Regions from separate parts of the Rattus norvegicus genome. Here region 2 is linked to region 1. The links are chromatin contacts, called in public Hi-C maps. All regions are on one chromosome and are shown on one strand. Each heading gives the region's core, a stretch centred on a gene start, on an enhancer-like site or on the middle of the called end of the contact. The rest is flanking DNA. Distances are from core to core; before and after follow the strand shown. Region 1 overlaps LOC134482743 (a long non-coding RNA gene). Region 2 has its middle 48 kb from the start of Sephs1.

What was found. Hi-C and Micro-C count contacts between places; a contact is called where the count stands out from the background.
Region 2: a contact with region 1 is called in a Hi-C map of liver, with 2.4 times the contacts expected there. The contact joins two enhancer-like sites. A contact is called at or near these places in 5 of 12 Hi-C or Micro-C datasets (the A7r5 cell line, kidney, liver and 1 more).

The regions. Positions count from the first base shown.
Region 1 is chr17:78,296,793-78,302,981 of GRCr8, forward strand. LOC134482743 (a long non-coding RNA gene) reads left to right here. Exons shown (of 2, transcript XR_010059258.1): 1 at 1-721. Among named protein-coding and RNA genes, the nearest start is that of Sephs1, 7.8 kb to the left of the region's middle. Within about 2 kb of position 3,614, at least 2 of the 93 cell types and tissues checked have an H3K27ac peak or open chromatin away from gene starts, as enhancers often do. A contact at or near this core is called in liver, where this site is marked.
Region 2 is chr17:78,336,285-78,343,068 of GRCr8, forward strand. No RefSeq gene overlaps it. Among named protein-coding and RNA genes, the nearest start is that of Sephs1, 48 kb to the left of the region's middle. Within about 2 kb of position 1,902, at least 1 of the 93 cell types and tissues checked has an H3K27ac peak or open chromatin away from gene starts, as enhancers often do. A contact at or near this core is called in liver, where this site is marked.

The DNA of each region.
Region 1 (6,189 bases), core at 2,364-4,863:
AGCTGGGGTTACAGGCACTTAAGAGCTACCCAACAGGGGTGCTGTAAACTGAACTCTGGTCCTCTTCAAGAGCAGTATGAAGTCTTAACCACTGGGCTGCCCCACCAGCCTCACTTTCTTTTTATCTGAGCTAGGGTCTCCCTACGCAGTTCTGGTTCATCTGGAACTCATGTAGACCACATTGCCTCTGCCTCCTGAGTGCCATTGTGCTGGGATTCTTTTTTATTTTTTTTAATTTTTTTAAAGATTTATTTTTTAGATATAAGTACACTGTAGCTGTCTTCAGACACACCAGAAGAGGGCATCAAATCTCATTACAGGTGGTTGTGAGCTACCATGTGGTTGCTGGGATTTGAACTCAGAACCTCTGGAAGAGCAGTCAGTGCTCTTAACCACTGAGCCATATCTGCTATAAATCCCCAAGTTTCTCCCAGGCTCCTTCCCTCTTCCACGGACCCCCGTTTTTCTCCTTCTATTCTGTCCAGTATTGACACCAACTTTAAGTTACCAGCCTCCAGAAACCTGAGAATTGATCCACCTTTAAAGTGCCCAGTCTTGCAGCTGAGAGATGGCTCAGAGCTAAACAACACGTACTACTCTAGCTGGCACCAGCCACGGCAGGCAGGGCAGTCCTGTGTAACTACAATGCCAAAGGGATCCAAGGTCTCTGGCCTCATGCTGAACGAAAAAAGAAAAACAGGAAGGACACGACTGCTCCCAGGTATGGTGGAGGAAAATGTTTGCTGTAATTAGGAGGGAGAGCACAGCCGGAGGCAGGGACATCTAGAAGACTCCAGAGTGGACGTGACCCTGAGCCTGTGAGGAGAGGGGGAGGGGCGAGGAAGAATGTGGATCTCAGAGAGAGGAGCCAGGTGCCGCTGCCAAGAGGGTAAAGGGTAAAAAAGGGGGAGGGGTAGCTAAATGGTAACCAAAATAGCTGGATTATGTAGGGAAGAGCCCCTGGGGGAAGGCACATCCCAGCCCCGGTGTGTGAGTGTGTGAGTGTGTGTGTGGGGGGCTGCTGAAGGATGCTGGGAGAACCTGGCAGAGAAGTCCACCTTGATATGTTGATATGACAGACACCTCAGCCATGTGTCCTAGGCTCCGAGACTTAATATTCAGCACCTCAGCTCATGTACACATACCCACACACAGACACATCTTCTAGCCCTCTGGCAGTGGTTCACCTTTGTTTAGAACCTACTACAGTAGATGTGCCCAATATAGAAAGTTCTTCAGCACCTCCCCCACCAAAGGCACGTTTCCTTTTATGGGGGGAAGTGTGTGCCGAGGCTGAGTCAATCATTTTCAAGTTTACCATCTTGGTTATCAGTTCCACAAGGTGAATCTCCCAGAAGGACTAGGGGCAAGGGGGATACTTGAGGACTGAAGCCTGAAATTTTAAGTGGGCAAAAAGCAACTAGGACTGGGTGGGTAGGGGGGTGGGTGGGTGGGGAGCCAAAAGGGGTGCTAATCCAGGGCTCACCGTGGGGATGACTGGGACTCAGATTTGCTGTGCTCTTTAAGAAACCATAGGGCACACTGCGGGCGGACTAGAGAGAAAGGTATTAAGTAAGTGTTGGTGTTGGTGTCGATGTGGTGTTCTCTCAAGCACACTCATGCCCCAGCCTCCAGAGAATGCATGTGGTATGTCACGAGGAAAGAAAAATGTATGGTCCAGGTGGAATGAAATGTACTCATCGGTTCCTGAGTTATTGGGGCAGACCAGATTATGGGGATAACTTCAAATTTCCTTAAGATCTTAAGAGATGTGGCACAGTCCTGTAATCCCAACCACTCAGGAAGTTGAGGCAGGAGGATTGCGTAACCAAAAGTAACCTGGAGAGGAAAGAGTTCTTCTCAACTTACAGGTTATAGTCCATCATGAAAAGAGTCAAGGCAGGAACCTGGAGGCAGGAGCTGATGCAGAGGTCACGGAGAAGCCACGCTACCTGGTTTGCTTACTGCTCTTGTTCAGCCCCCCACTTTGGACTTTTTTTTTTTTGTTTATTTATTTGTTTATTTATTATAAGTACACTGTAGCTATCTTCAGACACACTAGAAGAGTGCATCAGATCTCATTACAGATGGTTGTGAGCCACCATGTGGGTGCTGGGATTTGAACTCAGGACCTCTGGAAGAGCAGTCAGTGCTCTTAACCACTGAGTCATCTCTCCAGCCCCTGGACTTCTTTTTTAATTGAAAATAATTTTTTTTTTGGTTCTTTTTTTTTTTTTTTTTTTTTTTTCCGGAGCTGGGGACCGAACCCAGGGCCTTGCGCTTCCTAGGCAAGCGCTCTACCACTTAGCTAAATCCCCAACCCCTGAAAATAATTTTTATACAATATATTCCTTTCCCAGATTCTCTCCACCCATCCAACTCAACGCCTTCTTTTCTCCTCCCTTTATAAAACAAACAAACCATAATTAGAACAAAAAAAGGGAAAAACAATGAAAAAGCACAAGAAACACACATGCACAAAACAGCACACACACATACACATATATACACATGCACATACATACATGTATACACACACTTACACATGTGCACACAACAGCATACATACACACATACACACAACAGCACACGCACACACACATATATATATATATACACACACAAATTTCATAAAAATACAAAATCAGAAACCATGATATATAAGCAAAAGATAAGTAAGGTTAAAAAAATACCCAAACAAAGCAATAAAAGACCACCCCCCACCCCCCAAGCCCCAAGCCCCAAGCCCCCCAACCCAAACCCATTGTGTTTGTCTGTGCTAGCCGTCCACTCCTGAGCATGGGCCATACCCATTCCCGCCCTGCGAGACTCACTTGGAGAAAACAAACTGTTTCTTTGCAAGGGGTTATCAATTAGAGATAACTTCTTGGTTGGGATAGGAGCTCACGCCCATTTCACCTTCTTGGCACTGGACTCTGTCTGGCTTGGACGTGTGTGGGCCTGTGTGTGCTGCCAGAGTCTCTGTGAGGTTTTTTTTTTTTTTTTTTTGGTTCTTTTTTTTTTCCGGAGCTGGGGACCGAACCCAGGGCCTTGCGCTTCCTAGGCAAGCGCTCTACCACTGAGCTAAATCCCCAACCCCATATCTCTGTGAGTTCTTATGTGCTCTTAACAACCTTTCTGCCTCCTCTTCTTCCCCTTCTGCAGAACTCCCTTCACCCTGATGGGGTTAAATATGATAGGTTCTCCTTTGTCCCCCTAGAGTTCAGGGCCACCCACGCTCATGTTCACTTTTATACTGCAACAAATGATGACTACTAGAAGCCAGATGCACCCATAGGGGGAAGAAAAAGGGGAAGAGGTAAGGGAGAGAGGGAGAGAAAGAGAGAGGGAGAGGGAGGGGGAAAGGGAGGAGGAGAAGGAAGGGGAGAAGAAGGGGGAGGGGGAGAGGGAGATGTGTTAGGCAGAAGATACAGGTACGTGGGTGCTTGTTTCAGACTGGCTATTGCCTGCTCTAAGGAAGCATTAAATAGAAATTGGCTCCAAATGTTCCAGAGTTAATGACACTTCCTACTTTGAAGCCAAGGCACCCTTTACCCTTTGCCCTAGGCCATCTTCCTTTATTGTCTCTGGCCAGTGGCCACCAGAGATAAGAATTAGAAACTACACATCCTGCTGCTCAAGGGCCATCCTCGGCCGCATCAGCAGTGGGCTAGCCTTATGGTGGACACAGTTCCGGAGTTAGACCTGTTTTCTGGGTCTTCAGAATTGACCCTTGACTGATAAGATGCAAGATGAGGGCTGCCCAAGGTGGCACACACAGGCTTGTAATCCAAGAGGCTGAGGCAGGAGGATCACGAGTTTGAATCTAGATCGGGCTGTATAGTGAGTTCCAAAGTAGCATACATTAGTAGGACTTTGCCTCAAAACAAAATAGAAGAAAACACAAAACAGGCAAAGCACCCAAGACAAACAAAAACGCAAGCTGTGGGTAATGAGGGGACAGTGACAGGAGAATCTGAAATATGATTTATGCGCACTGCTCAGAGCACCCAGAGCTGGGACACAGACAATACACAGCAGTTCCTTTCCTGAGGGTCCTTCACCTTTGACCTTGGCTAGAGATTCTCTGAGTACTGCACAGACCCTTGCAAGAAGTTTGCAGTACTATTTCCTTCCAGGACAGTGAGGTTTCCACCTCCTTGCTTGATCCAAGTGATGGTCGTTGTGTGTACGAGCCGTTAGATCCCTTTCCACCTGCAGACAATGCAAGTCAGGTATAGGGTGGGTGCAGCCTGACTCTTGGCTGCTGGCTAAGTCTTAGCTCAAGGCCTGGCCTATTGATGCTACCTTCCTGAATTTTTCTTGACTGTATCCACTCGTGTCCTTGTCCCCAGATTTGCCTTACTCCACACTCCACTTACCTGGATGACTTGCTGTGTCCCAACATAACTTGCTGTGTCTCCTAAGTCTTTGCCTCCACCCTCCATCCCAGCCCAACGTTACTCATGCTAGGCACAGCTTGGATAATGCTGTACCCCCTTGTGAATACCCGGGGAGGGGCCTCTTTATGGAAACATGGTCCTTACTTGTGAACCCAACATGTTAAGTGAGTGGTGGAATACACTTCAGTCTACTGCGTTCATGCTTTGGGCAAGATGCTAAGACCCTGGGACTGATGAAGTTCTGTGGGAGAGCCCCAGGTGCTCACACATTCCCCAACTCAAGGCCACTGGTGCCTTGCATTAAAGTTCATTGCACAGTCGCCCCAAGCATCAGAGACTCTGGCTCCTACCATCCCTTGAAATGCAGATGACAAATACCAGAATATGGAAGTCAAGAACAGCTAATGTCTCTTCCTATTTTGATCTTTAAATTGATTTAGTGTGTGTGTGTGTGTGTGTGTGTGTGTGTGTGTGTGTGTGTGTGTGTTATGATAAAACTTTTCCTGGAGAGACTGAAACACATTTTTCTTTTCTTCTCAGATCAGGGAACCACGACAGATCAAAGTGCAGATACCACTAAAGTCCAACTTGATGATCCAGTAAAGTTTTATTGGGTCAAAGACAACTGCTTTACCAAAGCCTAGATGGGTGACAGCTCATACTAGCTGGGAAACCTGGACACACTGCCCAGCACACAGACAGCTAAACAGGTTGGAAGGTGTCTTTTCAGGTGCATCAGTTGGTCTAAATCTCCTCCAGGAAGTTCTTTCTGAGTCTTTGCAGGTGGGCTCTGCTTACCCTGGCAGGGAGGGGCCTAATGAATCTGGTCAGTTTCAGGGAGTTCCTGAAGCTGCTTTTGTGTTGTTTACCTTCCTTCTTATGGAAACACTCCACACACACAAAATACACACACACACACACCACCACCACCACCACCACCACCACCACCACCACCACCACCACCACCACTATGGAATGTTTTGATCTGGAGGAGACATACAGAAGTGTGTGTGTTTATGCTGTATATGCATATGTCTTATGTACATGCATGTGTGTGTGTGTAGGAGGGTGCCAGGCTCATGCACAATTGCCAAAGGAGGCTCTTGAGTGTTGTGTTTTGGTACACTGCCTTGTCCTTTTAAGACAGGGTGTCTCACTGAACTGGGATCTAGGCTTAAGGGCAATCAATTCCATCAGTCTTCCTGTCTCTACCCACCACAGTGCCAGGGTTGCAGGTACATAGGAAGTCATGCTTTTCTGTGGGGACCTCAACTTAAGCCCTTATACTCACCCAGCAAGCACCTTCCCCCACTGAGCCATTTCCTCTGCCTCTTATTTAGTTTTTTTTTAATATTTATTTATTACATATAAGTATACTGTAGCTGTCTTCAGACACACCAGAAGAGGGCATCAGATCTCATTATAGATGGTTGCGAGCCACCATGTGGTTGCCAGGATTTGAACTCAGGACCTCTGGAAGAGCAGTTGGTGATCTTAACCACTGAGCCATCTCTCCAGCCCCCTCTTATTTAGTTTTATGATATTGTTTCATGTAGCAAGCAGGCCTAGGACGCACTATGCAGCTGAGGCCGACCTTGAACTTTTGATCTTCCTGCCTCTACCTCCTGTGTGCTGGCCTTATAGGTGTGCGCCAATGTGCCCGTGTGTGAGCTTTAATTTTAAAGGTGAAAAAAGCTAACACTGGTGCATGTATTATCTATCAGAAGAATGGATAAAGAAAAGCGACATTCGGGCTGGGGATTTAGCTCAGTGGTAGAGCGCTTGC
Region 2 (6,784 bases), core at 652-3,151, 38 kb after region 1:
CACCCCACAGTAGCATCCTATATCCTAGTAACGGGTGTGCTTGCGGTGTGAACATGCTAGAAAAGACAGTGTGAACGCTGTTTTTCTCGAGGCTATGGCAGGCCGAGCACAGGAGCAAAGTCCCGGACAGAGAGAGCTCACATGCCCGCGGGTCTTAGCAAGCAGATTCCTTGGTAGGACGCAAGGGGCGGGGCCAGACTCGCTTTTTCTGCTGCTGTGAGCCAGGGGCTGTAGCACCCGCAGCGGCAGGCAGAACACAGAAGCCCTGAGTGAGAGAGCGCGCCAAGTGTAGGGGTCACACGCACATGGGAAAGCAGGTCTCACAGACAGAGTCCCTGGCGGATGCAAGGGACAGGGCCAGACCTGCTTTTCACAGGGCAACGAACTAGGGGCCGCAATGAGGAAGGGAGGAAGGGGAGGCCTATGCTATGGGTGGCTAGCAAGAGAGTGCCCGTTCTTTGGCCACATAGAGACATTGCTTTCTGCTTAGTGTAAATTAGACCAAAACATCCCAGGAGGGCAGGCGGCGAAGACCGATAGATCCATGGGTGAGAATAGGGATTATTAATTGTCCCTACCAGTGCTGGGGCTACACTCAGAGCCGGTGGCATTTTCATCAGAGAGACACTGTCTCACAAAAAGGGAGGAAAAGTCTCACCCAAGGGAAAAGGTCCTAGAACGAGGGTCAGTGAAAGGACCCATCCCCAGGGGCAGCACAGTAGCTCCAAGCTCAAGAACGCTCCTCTGAGACCTTGTGTACAGTATGGAAAGTCAAGCTCTGAGGTAAAGAAAGCGCACAGAGGTCGAGTAGGTACCGCTCACCAGCACTGCTTGAAGAAGGCGCGTCCTTGGAGAGCAGCTGCACGCAGGGTATCATGGGGATGGGGAGGCCTGCTGGACTGACCAGCCAGTACCCGGGACACAGGTTACCTCAGTGAGATGCCACGGGAAGCAGAACACAGAGAGGGGTTGGACCAAAGGTACATAAACGCTTGAACATAAAGAACTTTTCCCCCATTTACCAGACTGCTGTCAGTATGTATGAAAATCCTGTAAAATTGAGGAATTTAACCATTATGTGGCCATTTTGAACCATTGTCTAATGAGTATCAAGTCCAGACATTATTGCAAAGGTGTATCAGTTTGATGTCCTCAGGTGAGGCATTAGTTTTAGGATTTTGAAATTTTCCAGAAAACATCCCAGTGCGGAATCTGGAGGTACGTTCGTTCAAAGACATCGAATTACCCATTGGGGGAAGTTACCGAGTTATCCGTCCCGCATCCCGGAGGATCAACTCAGTAGCAGAAGCACTCTGCCAGGCCAGGTGTCTGAGTCGTCACGTAGACTCCTGGAGGCCATACACGACAGGTCCCGGACCCACCAGAAAGCATTCCCAAGCCTAGGATTTTCTGATCCGCTGAGAGAGCCTGGAGTGGGAGGGGAGCAAGGAACCACTTTCGAGGGAATCTCCACCAAATCACCAAAGTTGGATCTCCTATGTTAGCTATGGGGTCCCTTTCCCCCATAAGGGCTGGCCAGACCCTCTCTGGGAAATCGGGGGTTCCTCCTTGCCAACTGGAGGAATAGACCTACTAATCTGCCGGTGTTTGTGCGAGAATTGTAGCCGCAGTCTGATAGCAGGAAAAGCGAAACCGTGTGGTTGGTGAGGGCCTGTTTAAGTGACCCACGTGGCAAGAGCTGGCACCACGTGGTGAACCACGGAGGGCAGTGGCTCCTGCAGAAGTCTGCACGTGCGCCAGCTGCAGCAGCCACTCACGTGGAAGTCCTGAGTCCCACAGCAGCCAGCAGGTGGTGGTGTCCAACGGCACAGCTGAGGCCTAGAAGACACCGTGATCCAATTCAGGTGGTGAGAACGACAGGCGAGGCCTGGGCCTATGTCTCTTCCTGCCACAGCCCCGTGTGAGGGCACGGCCCATGCCAAGCGACCGCAACTGCGCCCAGTGTCCAGGGGTTCCAGGGCGGGCTGAGGGCCAGTGGGCCACTGCCAGAGCGGTGTCGGCAGAGGCACGTGGTGGGAAGGGCCTTTGCTCTGCTCTGCTGTCAGCTGCTGTGGTGCGGCAGTGGGGCGGTGGGCGGCGGGCGGCGGGCGGCGGCGGGGGCCGCAGGACGCTGGGCCAGGCAGTCACAGGTAGATCGAACTTCGTGTACGGGCCACCAATGTTGGAGTAGAAATCTTGGCTCTCATCCAGACAGACTACACCAAGCCAACATGGTTTCACGTGGAGAGGTTTAATGAGAGAAGAAGAGTAGAAGGAGGGGGACCGTGAGCATGTGGAGGGAACGGGGGAGGGGAACGGGGAGAGCAGGGAGCAAGAGAAGAAAGAGAGGAGAGTGAGGAGGGGCAAGCAGCCCCCTTTATAGTCAGGCACCCTGTGCTTGGTAACTGTGGGGTGGAGCATACTTGGCTGTTGCCAGGTAACTGTGGGGGTGGAGCTTAGACCGAATACCAACACGTGTGATGAAAGAGTCTTTGCTAATGACACACATGTATTGGTCTGCCTTACAGTGCAAACTTGAGCTGCATTTGTCGGGACACCATAGAAAGGCACTGAAAAATTTCTGTTGGTGTACTGCTTCCGAGAACTCAGACTGATTAGATGCAAGGGCTGAGACAAGACCCGTGGAGGACACGTGATGTCTGGAGGGTATAAATAAGACTTCACGGTGTGACCAAGACAGAACTTGGCTTGCTGGTATAGCTAGCTGTGCAACGCTTGTGGGTCTCACATCTTCACTCATCTTCACTTCCCTGAGAGAGGCCCAGCTGAGACCTGGTGTCACTCCGGTCACCGCTGTCTCTAACCTGACTCTAGCGAACTGGACTGCTGCTGTAACCATGAAGTGTTTGCTGCCACCTGCTGCTGACCTGGGAACTGAAGCAATGATTTCCAGACAACACCGATGGGAGTTGCTCCAAAGAACCTTTCTAAACAGGTCCACTTCCCCCATAGCCTTTCTTTCCTACTACCTCTGGTGGTTGGTGAGTTACAAGGAAGGTTAAAGTGTTTAAGAATCATCATTAAAGATAAGGTTTGAAAAAAATTAAAGTGATAAGAAACCTTTAACAATTCATGTTTTTTATTTACTGCAGTCCCGAGACTCAAATCCAGGACCTCGAACCCACCAGGTGGCTCAGCTTGGTTTGGAACTTGCCGTTTTGAATTCTCGATCCTTCTCTTTGCTTCTGGAGTGCTGGGGTATGTGCCACGGGGTCTGACTTTGTATGTGTGTTTTCTTCCCGACCAGGGAGAGGATGTGACAGAGACAGTGAAAAAGATGTGAGGTAATAAAGTCATTCATTGGAAACAAGGCAGATTAACGAACTAAATTAGTGCATGGAACAGGTGGCAAATCTTCAGAAAAATATCTGAGCAAGGGGGACAGAGGCTCTTTCTCTGTGATAAGTTTGTATGTGCTCAGCCCAGGGAGGCGTGGCCTTGTTGGAGTAGGTGTGTCACTGTGGGTGTGGGCTTTAAGAACCAGCTGCCTGGAAGTCAGTCTACCTTCAGTTCTAGCTACCTTCAGGAAGTCAGTCTTCTCCTAGCTACCTTCAGATAAAGATGTAGAACTCTCAGCTCCTCCTGTACCATGCCAGCCTGGGAGCTGCCATGTTCCTGCCTTGATGATAATGGACTGAACTTCTGAACCTGTAAGCCAGCCTCAATTAAATGTCTTATAAGAGTTGCCTTGGTCATGGTATCTGTTCACAGCAGTAAAACTCTAAGACAATCTCCATGATGGATATGAAGGAACAAATGAAGACAAATTCAAGTTAAGATGGAGATTCAAGCAGGACCCCATGGTGAGACAGCTTCAGGGACCCTTGGGAGAAGGCTAGGTGGCAAAACGTTGACAAAAACAACCCTCACAAAAACAGTACTGACAAGATATCATTTTTAGTATGCCCACAAGTTTTTTTTTTTCTTTTTTTTGGATCTGGGGACTGAACCCAGGGCCTTGCGGTTGTTAGGCAAGCGCTCTACCACTGAGCCAAATCCCCAACCCCTTGCCCACAAGTTTTTAGACTTTGCTCTTACAGGGATGCAGAAGAATACATGAGTTTAGGTGTTAAAATTCTAGCAAGAGAAAAATTTGAGACTCTCTCTGTGCTGAGGTTTGAACCAAGGGCCTTATGCTAGAAGAATATTTATTCTTAAGCCACACTCGCTGGATATCTTACAAACTGTTTTTGGTATTTGCTTAGGGTTTCGTTCTGTTTTCAGTGCAGGGAATCCAGGGTATCCCTGGCGATGCCCCAGGAGTTTTTGTTGTTGATTAGTTGGTTTTTATTTGAGTTTTGTTTATTCGAGACAGTGTCAGGTTGGCTTAGCACTCACTGGGTCACCTATGTTGGCCTCAAACTCACAGCAATCCTCCTGTCTCAGCCATTGGAGTGCTGGTAAAGAAAGCAAGGGGATGGCATTGGTCAAGCAGTTTTAGGGTAGGGTCCCCAAACATGGGCAGTTTTGACTCTTGTCCTTGGTTGGAAGCAGGACACGCCACTTGTCCTTTCTGTGGTCCTGACCTCTCGGGAAGCAGGGAGCCTTAGGAGGGAGGTACGGATTATTCTTTCTCTTAAGTGAGCAAGCCTGCCTGAGAACTATAGTGGAGAACTCGAGGGAGACTGGAAGGTGCCCGGCAGATGGGCCAGCTGCATGAGCCAGCACCCCCTATGCCTCAGCTTCTGTCATTAAAAAACCCTGGGCTAACATCTTGGTGGCACCCCCTTTCTGGGGTTTGTTTCCTTGGTTGGCGGCTCTGACTTCTTTCCCTTAAACTCCCAGCTGTAATGCTAGAACAAAACTCCTTTCCAAACTCGCCCTCCTGACAGTGAACTTCATTCTTCCAGTCATAAGACAAAGGATCCAGAAGCAACTGGCCTGGTGTTGCTTTGGTGGCCTTTATTTGTCCAGAACCCTAGGCCCTTGAGGTATGCCTGCCTGAAACAGGAGTGAAAGCCCCTGTGGTTCTTAAAGGCCACCTTTGTCTTATGCTGCTGTGCTCAGCTATCACCTAGGGCTTTACTGCACACTCAGAGATTTGAAATGACAAGCAAAACCGTATTTGCTCTGCTTCTCTCTTCCAGTCACTCTATGCACACACACACGCACACACACACATACATACACACATACATACACACATACATACATACATACACACATACATACACACATACACACACACATACACACATATACATACACACATACACACACATGCACACACATACACATACACACACATACACACATATACACATGCACACACACATACATACACGCATACATACATACACACACATACATACACACATACATACACACACATACACACACATACACACATACACACATACACATATACATACACACATACACACATACACACACATACACATACACACATACATACACACATACACACACATACACATACACACATACATACACAGACACATACACACACATACACACACCAAACTCATAGATAACACACACATCCCAAACTCACATATACATAATACACACATACACACATACACACACATACACACATACATACACACATACACACATACACACACATACACATACACACACATACATACACAGACACATACACACACATACACACACATACACATACACACACATACACACACACACGCACACACACACCAAACTCATAGATAACACACACGTCCCAAACTCACATATACATAATACACACATACACATACCAAACTCACACATATATAACACATATACAGACCAAACTCACACATATAATACACTCACATTTACTTCAAACTCATAAACACATACACACATCCCAAATTCACATACATACACATACCCCAAACTCACACACATACATACACCCAAACTCAAATATACACACACACACACACACACACACAGTCCAAACTCCACACACACTTACATATATTCTCTCTCTTACACACATACATACACACACTCCAAACTCACACACTCACATATATTCTCTCTCTTACACACACACATACACACTTCAAACTCATAAACACATACACACATCCCAAATTCACATACATACACATACCCCAAATTCATACACATACATACACCCAAACTCAAATACACACACACACACACACATACACACACACACACACACACACACACACCACGGTCTTTTCCCTAAACACTGTGAGACTTAAGTACACATTTTTTTCTGAATATGAACATTGTTTCTGTGACCTCAGAACCAGAATCACTCTGAGAAAGTTAATATTTAAGTAGGTAATATTCAAGAAGTTGTCCTGGGGCTGGGGATTTAGCTCAGTGGTAGAGCGCTTACCTAGGAAACGCAAGGCCCTGGGTTCGGTCCCCAGCTCCGAAAAAAAAGAACCAAAAAAAAAAAAAAAAAAAAGAAGTTGTCCTATTTAAATGTCAGGAATATTTTTAAAACCTTTTTCCAATTATCGTTTACCTATTTGATTATTTTGTCTACTGAGAGTATATAAACTGTAAGCTCAGTTTCATCTTTGAAAAAAATATTTTTTTCCCTGCAGTGCTGGGCATGGGATGCTGGCGCCATGGGCACACAAGAGTTCCACCACTGATTCATGTCCCTTGTCCACTTTGTTGTTTATTGGAGGAGGAAGATGCTATTCCAATGGACCGGCTTTTCCAGACTCAGCGTGACCTTCAAAGGTGCCATTTTACTTAAGTATTTTACTGTGATAGTTAAGCTATCTTCCAATTTGAAGATAAT